Regions from separate parts of the Gossypium hirsutum genome. Here region 2 is linked to region 1. A link is a contact called in public Hi-C data. All regions are on one chromosome and are shown on one strand. The core of a region is the stretch at or near the end of the contact, and the rest is flanking DNA. Distances in the headings are between cores, read along the strand shown.

Region 1 (6,749 bases), core at 3,978-6,477:
TACCATTATCTGATTGAAGTCGTTTGACCTTTCGACCAGTCTGAGTCTCCACCATCTTCTTCCATTTCAGAAATGCATCCAAAACTTCACTTTTTCTTTTCATTAGATACACCCATACTTTTCTTGAATAATCATCAACAAAAGTAACAAAATAGTGCATACCTCTCAAAGAAGCTACTTTGGTAGGTCCCCACACATCACTGTGAACGTAGTCCAGAATTCCTTTCGTATTGTGAATTGCTGGACCAAATTTTACCCTCTTCTGCTTGCCCAGAACACAATGTTCACATAATTCCATTTTGCAAGAATTTGCACCTTTCAATAAGCCTTGCTTCACCAATGTCTGCAAAGCTTTTTCACCAGCATGTCCCAATCGCATATGCCATAATCTGGTAGCCTCTGAATCTACATCTTTTGTAGAAACTGTTGATGTTGATCCAATAACTGTACTTCCATTTAAAAAATACAAGTTATTTCTTCTTGTGCCTTTCATCACCGTCAGTTGCCCAGCTACTACTTTTAGTAATCCATCTCTCAAAGTGATTGTGAGCCCTTTAGATTCTAGGGCACCTAATGAGATGAGATTTTTCTTCAGGCTAGGTACGTAGCGAACATCTGTCAAGACTTGGATTGAGCCGTCGTGATTCTTTAATTGGACTGTACCCACTCCCATTGTCTTACAAGCACTATCATTGCCCATAAGAACAATTCCACCTTCTAGCTCTTTAAGACTAGAAAACCAGTCCTTATTAGGACACATATGGTAAGTACATCCTGAATCCAAAATCCACTCATCCGTTTGACATGCCATTGCCATGCCAACCAAGCTAAAGTCTAACTCCTCATCATGCTCCGCTACACATGCATTAGAAATAGCCTTGCCCTTTTGTAGCTTAGGACAATTCTTTTTCCAATGCCCTTTTTCACGGCAAAAGGCACATTCATCTTTGGCGGGTCTCCCTTTGGACTTTCCCCTTTTACCAGATTTGCTGCTGTGTGAACGACCTCTTACTGTTAAGACTTCTGCGGTTGTATCTCTGTGATCTCTTTTATCTTTCTTTCGAGTCTCAGATCTATACAACGCACTACAGACTGCATCAAATGTGATCGTGTCCTTCCCATGAAGCAATGTGGTGGTAAGATGATCATATTCATCAGGAAGGGAATTCAACAACAATAATGCCTTGTCTTCATCTTCAAATTTCTCATCCAAATTTAGCAAGTCTGCTAAAATTTTATTGAATGAGTTCACATGGTCATTCATCGACATACCGGGTGCATACGTGAATCGATAAAGTTTCTTTTTCATATAAAGCCTATTTTCAAGACTTTTCGTTAGAAACTTTTCTTCCAGTGTATCCCATAATTGCCATTCTCTACTTAAGGCATTATTCTCTCTCTCTATTTGTAAATTTCACTTGTAATTTTTGGAGTGAAATATATTTGGTAGTGCCCGAGGACGTAGGCAAAATTTGCTGAACCTCGTTAAAATTCTGGTGTTCTTTATTATTTGTTTTGCATATTTTGTGAATGTGATTGTAGTGATTTATTGTGCTATTAAATTACGATAGAGGGATATTCTGGCTAGGAAAGACTTGGTATTTAAGTGATCTTCGTGATCTACCTCTCTTTCCTGGGAATTGAACTTAGTGTGATTTTTCAGTACAATAATTTTACTCTTTCACACGCTTCCGCGCAACATGCTCCCTAATCTCTGAAATAATCTGAACTAAACATGTTGAATACATGCATGGCAGGCTTTAGCTGATATAATGGAGAAGGATGGTAAAGCAAAGTGGGGCAACTGGATTGGTTATGTTCTCCTCCCTTTCACCATTGCGAGAAGGGATGATCCATTAGATTATGTTCGTGATGCTAAGGCCACAATAGACAGAAAGAAACGCTCCCTTGAAGCTATATTCACTTTCTCCATTGCTGAGTTAGCACTCAAGCTTTTTGGCGTTAAGGTCAATTTCAATCTTTCTAATTATTCTTTAGTCTTAGTTGCTTCACTGATTTGTCCAATGCTGAAAACAGACGGCAAGTGCTTTGTCCCATAGAATTTTGTCTCATACAACAATGTGCTTCTCGAATCTTGTTGGACCACTTGAGGAAATTGGGTTTTACGGTCATCCCATGGCTTTCCTTGCACCTAGCTCTTACGGTCAACCCCATGTAAGTGTTTCATTCGAGAGCAGCTACAATGTCGTCCAGTTGATGTTGATGGGCCGATTAATTGGTTGCTGATGTGATGACTGAAAATTGCAGGCATTGATGATCAACTTCCAGAGTTATATCGACAAGATGACAATTGTTGTATCGGCAGATGAAGGAACAATACCCAATCCTCACCAGCTATGTGATGACATAGTGGATTCACTGAGGCTCATCAAGCATGCAGTGGTGACTAAGGGGCTTGCCTAGAAAAGAGAAACGTACCGCCTCTTTTGTAAACTGCAATTAGCTTCAGGATTATGCAGTGACAGAAGTTCTATAGTGTTTTTATGACCAAGTTCATATACGTTGAGGTGACCTTTTTGCATGCTAGGAACCAACTGGGAATCATTTGAATGTTTTCAAAATTTGATGTTATTTTATTGCAGACTAATAAAAAGTAAACCATAATTTTAATCATTTAATTTTTAATTTTTTTTTATGTAAATTATCTAATTTCGAAAAGATTATACACTAATATTTATATAATATATAATATTTATTTTAACATTACAAAATTTCATGTTTTGGTTATAAATTCTTGATTTACTGATGTAATCTATAACAAATACCTAAATTTATTTGAAATTTGAATAGTGGATATCAAATATTCCAGTAGTTTTGGTATAACTACAAAGAAGTAAAATATATTTTTAATTTCATATTTTAATAAAAAAATTTAATATGTATAAATTTCATATACCATTAGTTAATAATAAGATTTAAAAATAGATATACATAACTTTATTTTAATATAATTTTAATCTCATAGTTTAATAAAATGTGAACGAAACTTTTATATTATTAATATTAGTGCGTTAATTGATAATTAATTTTAATATGCGATCAAGTTCAAACCTAATTATCATTGAAAATTATTAATAAAATATGGCAAACTTTATAATTAAAAATTAAATTTATAATAATAAATGATTGAGAAAAACCAGATAATTAACATTTCATTGTAATAAAAATGTCATAATAATACTATCCATAGATACAAAATTATGACGTTATCTTTGTTTTAGGCCGGGCCCATAAAATGAGCTTGATATCTTATCCAAGTCTATATATATATTTATATTTAATGGAAAATGGTTATTATTATTATTATTAGCTAGCTTGTGAGGTCCGTTTTCATTTCAGCCTCATTTGCCTCATGTGTTTTTCATTTTATATTTTATACCTAATTGTGAAATTCACTTTTATTTCATTTTTTTGTGAGGCTCTTCAACTTGTTCTTTTTCTTTATCAAATTGTTATGAATTTTAACCATTTGATTTTTTTTATTTATTTTTGTTTCATTCAAGAAAATGTTGGAAATAATTAGATTTTACGTCTTTGCACGTTTTTTATTACACAAGCAACGTAGGAAGAGAGACTTAAATGTGTCCAGGACTTATGATATTGACTTGAGCTTTAAAATTATTAAACCGCCATGAATTTCCTTTTCTAAGTATGGTTATTTTGGTTTTTAAGTTAAATTGTTGTTATTTTTATTTTGAAATTAAAAATGAAATGGGGACTAGAATTCTTTTATCTTAAATTTTAAAAATTTGAAATTGGATTAAGTTAGATTTTGTTTAATTTAATTAAAATTTTGAAATTTTGGTAGGGGAGGTTTTTGAAAAAAATAATGAAATCCATTTTTTTTTAAAAAAATAAAATTATTTTTAGAAAATAAAATAAAAAATTTGGCTCCAATTATTTTATTGGACTAAAAATTGAAAGAATGTTTAAATTTTAATATGTTTTTTCCTCAATGCCCATATCAATTCTAAATTGTTTTTAAGGCCAGAAGTGTCAGTCCAGTCTGAGGCCCAATCTTATTTGCATCCCCTTTTCTTTTAAGCCCAATCTATTTCAATTAGTCAAAACCAAAAGTCTATTTTCATATTTCAATGTCCACGACAGGGTTAGAAGCCCTAATTTTCCGACTGTCGCCAGTGTCAACACACAAAAGGAGAAAGCTAACCACTTTTTCAGCCAAATCAATTTCAATAGATTTTTGCACGAAAACATATCAAAACAAGTTTTTTTTAGTCAATCTAATACATGATCAGAAGCAGAACCGTTGTGGACATTTTTGGACTCTAAGCAAAACAATAAAATGGGATTAAAATTTTTTTTGAGGAGCCCTTAAAAATTTAAAAATAATATTTTGTACCCTTTCAACCTTGGACCTTGAGTAATCACACCCTCTAGACGACCCCATGGCCAGGCCTGATTAGAAGTTAATAATAATTAGTCAAACAATATATATTCACCTGCAAAGAAGAAAAAGAAGTTAGTAGTAGTCAATGAGAGAATCAAGAGTCAATCGGTCAAGAAACGAAATATAAAAATTACACAAAGCATTTCAAGTTCTTCAAAGGTAGAATAAGTCTTCTTTTTTTTCCCTGCTTGTTTTCGATTTTTTATTTTTGTATGGATGAATAAAAGGAAGAGGGGAGCTCTGATGAAGGTGGCTTCACAGGATGTCGACGATCTTCACCCACTAGCACGCTTGTAACTCAAGTTTCGTAGAATACAAAAACCAAAAAGAATAAAAGAGAGAGAAAGTTCTCAAAAAATTTTCAATGTAAAAAGAGAGTAAAACGAAAATTGAAAACAAAAAAGTTCTACTTTTATTTTTCAAATAAAAAAGGTAATAATTGTGGCAATACCATTATTTATCTGGATATTACATTTTAATAAATTAAATATTGAAATACCATTATTTATTAAAAGGGTGTTTGAAATAATACAAATGGGTAAAGGGAGAAAGATGGGCAGCTCCTAAAAGATTTATGATACTATCATTAACACATCATTACAAAATGATGTGTTTTCAAAAAAATTTTAAAAGGTGGAGGAGAAGTGATTAGTGGTTTATTTAATTCAAAAAAAATAAAATAAAAAAGACTAGCTGTTGAGAAATCAACTTGCATCGGGACTTGGAGGACTGCCCGTAGGCGGTGGAGGCAGGCGACACCGCTAGCGTCCATGTGACCACTCGGTAACGGGGTGCCAACAAAACCTGTTGTATTTTATTTTATTTTATTTGCTTATATAAGAGGGATTATGGACTAGAGGTGCTCATGGACCGGGCCCAAAAAATTTTTTAGCCCATGTTCTAGGCTCGGGCCTGACCTGAAATATGTGCTTGAAATTTTGCCCAGGCTTGGCCCGGGAAAAAATTTCTAAGTCCGAGTCCGGTCCGGTCCGGCCCGGCCCGGCCCATTTTTTTAATAAACACCAAATTTTTTTAAAAAAAGTATTTTAAAAATATTTTAAAAATAAAAAAAATATTTTAAAAATATTTTAAAAATAAAAAAAATATATTTATTATATTCGGGCCCGGGCCAAAAAAGTGGTGCTCGAGGCCCAACCTGTTTTCTAAACGGGCATCGTTTTTTTGCCCAAACTCATATTTCGGGCCTATATTTTTATTCGAACCCTCCCATATTTTGGGCAGGCCGTCGGGCCGGGCCGGACCGCCCGGCCCATGAGCACCTCTACTATGGACCATCGTTTGGAAAAAGAAAAAACATTTTGGTTAGTTTTGTTTGGTTATGTTAAATTTTTTTTTTTTGGTTTGTTTATTTTATAAATGTGTTAATTTTTTTGGTTTTTTATCTTGTAGAAAGGGTGTGTTTGAAAGGAAGACATGTATATTTTTAACTTTGTCTTAATTTTTGTTTTTTATTTTGTAATTTAAATGAAAATAACAATAGAAAGTGTATTAGTTTAATTTTTTTTTGTTATAATTTATTTGGTAGAGAAGTTGTTTTCAAGAAAGGGAGCAAGTATAATGACATTAATTTTGTGGATAGTTTTTTTTTAAAACGTAAATAACAATAGTTTGTTTAGTTGATTTTTTTAACATTAATTTTTTTTTTAATTTTTTGTTCTTAATATATGGTCCCATTGTGTTGAGATTATTGGAAATTTTATTTTGTTATTTACGTAACTAGATGATTATTATGTTCAAGAATGTAATACAAAAAATTAATAACTGAAATGGTATGTTCAAGAGATTATTTATCAAAACAGTACGTTTGTTACAAAAATAAATACCGCAATAGGTTTAAAAAATAAATACCGAAATGAGTTATTTGCTTGAAATTTTTATAGTGATCCATTTTGTAATTAAGTTTTTTTTTATTGTGGTAAAAGAATTGTATTTTACAAATGTTGAATAATGTTATGTAATAAAAAAATTGTTATAGGATAAAAAATGAAAAAAAGAGAGATGGTTTTGAAAAATAAACGATCGACTTACATTACTGTATCCCAACTTATGTTGTTATTGACTTTTTTTATCTGTGTAAAAATATTAGTAATTCTTAAAAAAAAAATTAAACAATACAAAATTTATTTTTTGTTATTTGTTAATGCGATAATTAAATTTTCTGCGTGAAAATGCAGATATCAGAGTTGCTTCTTTGATCACAGAAATGGATCATACATCAGATATGATTGATTTATTGATAATAAAATTGTTATTTGTTATGCAATGGTCACTTTATAAGCTTGCACGTAATTTTTTTATG
Region 2 (6,782 bases), core at 97-2,596, 63 kb after region 1:
AACCTAAACGGGCGGCCTTTAGGTAAGGTAACATTAGGCTTAAGAAAAAGCAACAGGGGTCTATGATCCAACTTAATTCTCGACAAATGAGTGACGAAGCAGTTCAAGAATGAACACAACCAAACATCATTACCAATTACCCTATCAAGTCTTTCAAACAGTCTACCTAACTGCCAAGTAAAAGGGTGGCCTCTAAACCCTATAACCTGAAAATTAAACATCTCAAGAAAATCATTAAAAAGATGACAACCTTTCCGAACTGTACGCCATCCTTTTTTGTCACTAAAAGAAAGTAAAGCATTAAAATTGCCAACAGCTAACCAATGGGTGTTACCTGTCAGAATAACAGTTGATAGATCTTTCCAAAGCTTCCTCTTTTTTTGTCTATATGGGCTTTCATACACAAAAGCAATGTGAACAGGCAAAACATAATTAACCTTAAGAACATGAATAGAAATGAATTGGGGATTACTACAAATAATTTCAACAAAAATTGAGTCTTTCCAACCAATCTAAATGCCTCCAAAGAATCCAATAGCCTCCACCCTATGAGAAAACTGAAAACACAAACTTGAAATAATTTTATCAACTTTGAAATCGCTTACCCTCATCTCCAACAAACTCACAACATCGAGATTATGCTCTCTATTTTATGCACAAAAAACTCTAGGAAAATTCAGACTAGCACAACCCTGGCAATTCTAAGAAAAACTATCAAATTCATATATAAAATAGATGAGAAAAGAAGCCACCTTACATCTTAGAGCCCCAAAACTCTAGTTTTTACATTTCTTCCGAAGCGTCAATGTGGGTGTTAATTAACTCAACTAAGGAACTCATAGAGTCAGACAACGGAACATCAGTAGTACAAGTCAATTTAAAACTATCTTTATGGTTTTGAATGGTCTGATTAAGCTTTCTACCGTTTCAACTTGTTCCACCTTTGTCGTTTAAATCCCGCGCTTTAAGAATAAACACTACCTTTCCAACCCCATCATCTCCTCCGATCCCCTAAACTTGACCTTTCTTAGAATTAGAATCTTTCTTAAAAACTACAGCCGAGTGCTTCCTAAGATCTAAAACATTTCCATCTAAAACCACCATCACTCATTCTGATTCTTCAAATGTGGGATTGAAATGAGTAATCATCATGTTAGGGTTATTTCAAGAATTGGAAAACTTTGAAGGGTCACTAAGTGAATTTTCTAATTTTTTATCAACCCCGAAATCGGCCACTGGCAATTTGGATACATTATGCTGCGAATGTGGCCCAGAATGAAAACCAACAGTCTTTTCACCTAGTTTTTCGGCCGAAGGTAACCCAGCAGAGGAAGGCCCAACCACAAATTTACTTGGCCTATTACGTTTGGTCTGCCACTTGGCTAACGTCTAAGCCAGTTACCCAACAGACCTCAAGCCCAGATCTGTTTCTTTTTGAGTTTTCGGCCCAAACTCGTTGACCCATTTAAACCGAATCTCCCCAAATTTGGACTTGCGACCTGCACCATTTGTGAGAGAACCAGGACCTCCTCCAACCTTGTTATGACCTATAATTTCCTTTATTTTCCTAAAATCCCCTTTAGGCCTGGAGCCCGCTTCAAAAAAAACCATTACCCAAATCATTATTGAGTCCCTCAAATTACCAACTATACCATTCTTAAAACCTTCCATGCTTTTCCCCGAAATTCGCGTAGCTATTTTTCCATTATCTTTTAATTTTTCACTTACACCCACCGAAATCCTCTCATCCCTTTCTTATTTCCTTAATTCCAAATTCTCTAATCCCTTCAATGCCGCAAATCTTGATCCCAAAAATTCATTTTCTGTATCTCCCTCCCTCTGATTTCTCAGATCCTTCAGTCGTTGTCGAGATTTTCGCTCCACCACCATCCACGGTCTGAACGTCGGCCCCTCACCCTCAGTCGTCGATTTCGGTAACTCTAAATTACCACTTATTTTTCCGGTCTCATTTCCTTTATCAGACACTGGCGATGGACACAACTCTTTTAGATGTCCATATTTTCCACACGAAAAGAAAATGGTAGGTAGAGCCTCATATTCAATCCGTTGTAGTTCTCCATTTACCAGCACTTGAGAAACCAAGGGTTTGTCAAGATCAACGAAGACGACCATTCTCGCAAATCGACCCCTGGTTTTGCTATTTTTATTGAAGTCAAATTTGACCACTTTATCCACCAACCCTCCAACTGTTTCCAAAATTCTTCTTTTATGCATAAATCTCGGGGGGGCCCGACAGCTTGATCCACACCAACACCATACTCGGGTAAGGTTTCTTGGGATTAAAAGATTTTGTCCAATGCTGAATAATGAGGTATTGGCCATATATGATCCAAGGTCCTTGCGAAAGGGCGACACACTAAAGTTTGGCCAGGTAGTGACCATTCTCAATATCCATCAAATGGAATGGTTTTGATGGGCGCCATAAACTACTGATTCGATTATACAAGGCGACATAACCAATATTTCAGCCTAACAGCTTCAAAACCACCATTGTTCCATATCCTTGAACAAGATCTGTTGTATGCGATCCGAAAACTCTATAATAGTTTTTTTGAACATCGCCTTCTAGGAATTCAAAATCTTCAGTACATTCGACTTCAGATGATCGAGATCCTTCTTCTTGTTCCGAAACCCCTATCCCAATTAACATCTGTCTCCATGAAACCTTTGGTTGCGAGTCCAAATCCACAACCATGTCAACATCCGCATCACCATCTCTCTCTCTTTAAATCTCACATTTTTGGTTTCCTGGTCTAAAGAAGAAGCCATATAATGAAATTAAGCATTGACACCCATAAACATCTATTAAGACAATGGAATTGTTCGCCCAAAGTTAACAATTATTAAGCCTTGACACCAAGCAAAATCAATGGGAATGTTTAAATTTAAAATTAATGTTATACTTGGTAATTTTTTTACACAGCATAGTCATAAGGAACTCATGTATATGATTATTCAAACGGAAATTTAGTGTTTGATTAAGTTAATTTTAAGCATTTAAATGCAAAATTATATTACTATTCAATTTTCATGCGACAAATAACAACATTTAAATTATGTCACATTAGATTATTTTTTAAAATTGCAACTTTATATTACTTATATATATAGTTATAAATATGATTTTGTTATAAAATAAAATTGAAAACAGTTGAGAAAAAAAATCATAAATATTTATGAATTTGGAGGAGGTGCCAAGAAAGAGTTAAATAGATATTTAACCCTTTTTCATTTATTTACTATAGTACATATTTGGTTCTAAAAAAACAAAACGAAGTACTCTACTTTATTGTTTGTAAAGGCTTAAATATAAATTTGAAAACAAATTAATTTATATGTATTTATACATATTTAAATAAATAAACTTTTTGTGCGTGAGCAAAAACTATTTTTTATAAAATAAAATAAATTTTGAGTTCAATTTCTTAGTAAAAATTTAGGAATAAACTATTTTGGATGGTTTGAAGATACAAGTGGCATGCATGTCAAACCACTTTAGTTTCTGTTATGCCATTCTAAAAATGTAAACCCATAATTTTTGGCATAGTCAACAATCAAAAGCAAGAGTCAAACTCATTAGGACATGGTGAGAATCAAAAGCTAGAGCCAAACTCATTACTGATTTTTGTCAAACTAGAAATCAAACAAGTTGGCTGTGGTCAAAGCAGGAACCTAGATTTTTGCTGATAATAAAAATGAAAGACAAGTTCCGATATTGCATGCAGGCCTTTGTTTACCTATAAACAGGGCTCCAACCCCCTACTGTTTTGCGTCGCAAGTTGCCTCCTCTCCTCCTTCATTTTAAACAAAAGATTAAAGGAAAGGTTGAAAAAAACGAAAAAAAGAAAAGGGTTGAATATTGGAACACAAAGATTTCCCTCTCCTTGATCTTGTGCTTTGCCAAATACCCTTTTTCTTGTCCAAATGGAATGGTCTGCAGCATCTGCTACTAAAGCATATCTTGAGACTCTCCAATTGGTAATTAAGCAACTTCTTCATTTTTTTCCTTTTTATAGTCATATTTGGAATGTTAATAGAAATATTTCGTTGATGCTTGTATTGAAGCAATGGTTAGCATGTAGCAATCACATGTTTTATTATTATTATTATTATTATTATTATTATTATTTGGATGTAATGATGTAACTTAGTTGTATTCCAACTAAGTTTGTTAGTGTAGTAGGTGGTGATTTATTTTAAGTGGATGTAATGATGTAACTTAGTTGTATTCCAACTAAGTTTGTTAGTGTAGTAGGTGGTGATTTATTTTAAGTGGATGTAATGATGAAACTTAGTTGTATTCCAACTAAGTTGTCAAGTTATAAGCTTGTATAAATAGGCTTTATGCCATTTTAAAAAAAATATGAATGAATTCAATCACGATTTCATCCATATACTCTCTATTTTAGCTTTGCTTAAAATTTATTTCATTTTTCTTCTTTGTTTCTGCCGCAAGTCTCGATTCTTGCTCGGCAAGCTTTTTGTTGAACCTTGCTATTTGTTGCACTTAGCTCCAACAATTGGTATCAAGAGCCTATTTCTTAAGGGATCTGTTATACAAATTCATGGCTTCATCAAGCTTTTCACCAGCTGCACCTCAAGTCTTCAATGGAGAAGGCTACCACATATGGGTGGTTAAAATGAAGACCTACCTACAAGCTTTCGATCTGTGGGAGGTAGTCAACTCAGATGTTGAACCAGAGCCACTTAGAGGCAATCCAACAGTAGCTCAAATCAGGCAGCATGCTGATGAGAGGACCAAGAGGCACAAAGCCATGTCTTGCATCCAGAACTCAGTGTCAGATGTGATTTTCACAAGGATTATGGCCTGTGAATCACCAAAACAAGCCTGGGACAAGTTGCAAGAGGAGTTTCAAGGGACAGAGAGGACAAGGCAGCAACAGTTGCTGAACTTAAGGAGAGATTTCGAGAATTTGAAGATGAAGGAAGAAGAAACTATCAAGCAGTACTCTGACAGGATTATGGCTGTGGTTAACAGCATTAGGCTCCTTGGAGAGCAGCTCAAGGAAGCTAGGATAGTGGAGAAGGTTATTGCAACTCTGCCCGAGAGGTATGAGGCAAAAATCTCATCTCTCGAGGACTCAAGGGACCTGTACACCATCTCCCTGACAGAGTTGATCAATGCTTTATATGCTCAAGAGAAAAGAAGAGCAAGCAGACTGGAGGAGCATCAAGAAGGTGCCTTTCAGGCAAGAACAAACACTGCCTACAAAGGCAAGAAGGCCTGGAGAGACAAGCCAAGGACTGATGTTGCAAGAAAAGAGGGTCAGACTTGCAAGCACTGCAGAAGGGCTGGTCATCCAAAAGAAAACTGCTGGTTCAATCCAGATGCTGTATGTCAGCATTGTAAAAAGAAGGGTCATGTTGAGAGAGTCTGCAAGAGCAAGGCCAAATCAAGGCAGAGTCAGTTTCAACAGATGAAAGCTGAGGCTCGAGTAGCTAAGGAGGATAGTGACCAAGAGGAGCAAGTCTTTGCTATGTTATGCTCAGCTGCTCAAGAAAGGTTCTCATATGGTTGGCTTCTAGACAGTGGATGCACCAACCACATGACACCTGATGCTGCAATCTTCAAGTCTTTAGACAGAAGCTGCAGAACTAAAGTCAAGATAGGAAATGGACATTTTATTCAAGCTGAAGGCAAGGGTGATGTGCTGATATGCACCCCCACAGGTGCCAAAGTGATTTCAAATGTGCTTTTGGTGCCTGAAATTGACAGAAACCTACTCAGCATAGCTCAGTTGCTGGAGAAAGGTTATTCTGTTGTGTTCAAAGACAACCAATGCCAAATCAATGATCCAAGTGGATCCAAGCTGATGGCAGTTCCTATGGCTAATAAGAGCTTTGTAGTTGACTGGACCAGGGAGTCAAACATTGCCTACACAGTTACATCAGATGAATCCAAGCTTTGGCATCAAAGACTGGGACATGCCAACTTCAGATCGATGGCTCGAATGGTCAGAGAGGACTTGGCTGAAAACTTCATCAACTCAGTGGATCATGATGATGTGTGTGAAGTGTGTCAGCTAGGAAAGCAGGCCAGACTCCCATTTCCCTCGAATCAAGCCTGGAGAGCCTCTGAAAAACTCCAACTGGTGCACACTGATGTGTGTGGCCCTATGAGGACTGAGTCATTAAGTGGAAACAGGTACTTCATACTGTTCATTGATGATTTTTCAAGATATTGCTGGCTTTACTTCCTAAAACAGAAATCAGAGGCGGCCTCAGTGTTTTGGAAGTTCAAGACTGCTGCTGAGACTGAAACAGGTTGCAAGCTGAAGTCCATAAGGTCTGATAATGGGACTGAGTACACCTCAGCTCAGTTCCAAGCCTTCTGTGATAAGGCAGGCATCAAACATCAACTTACCAACACATATACACCTCAGCAAAATGGTGTAAGTGAAAGGAAGAATAGGAGTTTGATGGATATGGCCAGGTGCTTGATGATTCAGAAGAATCTGCCTAAAGCACTATGGGCAGAGGCAGTTAACACTGCAAACTACATTCAAAATAGGCTTCCAACCAAGGCCTTGGATCAGAAGACTCCATTCGAAGCCTGGTTTGGATTCAAGCCATCACTGGCTCATCTGAAGGTCTTTGGATGCATCTGTTATGCTCATGTACCTGCTGTAAAAAGGGACAAATTGTCTGAAAGGGCTCGACCTGGTATTTTGGTGGGCTACAGCACTGTTAAGAAGGGCTATAGGATCTTGGATCCTTCAACAAAGAAAGTGTCAGTCAGT

The links. Hi-C and Micro-C count contacts between places; a contact is called where the count stands out from the background.
Region 2: a Hi-C map of leaf shows a contact between it and region 1, with 1.7 times the contacts expected there. The contact joins two enhancer-like sites. A contact is called at or near these places in 8 of 34 Hi-C or Micro-C datasets (leaf and stem).

What each region holds. Positions count from the first base shown.
Region 1 is chrD07:22,945,659-22,952,407 of Gossypium_hirsutum_v2.1, forward strand. It overlaps the pseudogene LOC121219097. Among protein-coding and RNA genes, the nearest start is that of LOC107954490, 20 kb to the left of the region's middle. Within about 2 kb of position 5,228, at least 2 of the 9 cell types and tissues checked have an H3K27ac peak or open chromatin away from gene starts, as enhancers often do. A contact at or near this core is called in leaf, where this site is marked.
Region 2 is chrD07:23,012,770-23,019,551 of Gossypium_hirsutum_v2.1, forward strand. It overlaps the pseudogene LOC121219098. Among protein-coding and RNA genes, the nearest start is that of LOC107954494, 10 kb to the right of the region's middle. Within about 2 kb of position 1,347, at least 8 of the 9 cell types and tissues checked have an H3K27ac peak or open chromatin away from gene starts, as enhancers often do. A contact at or near this core is called in leaf, where this site is marked.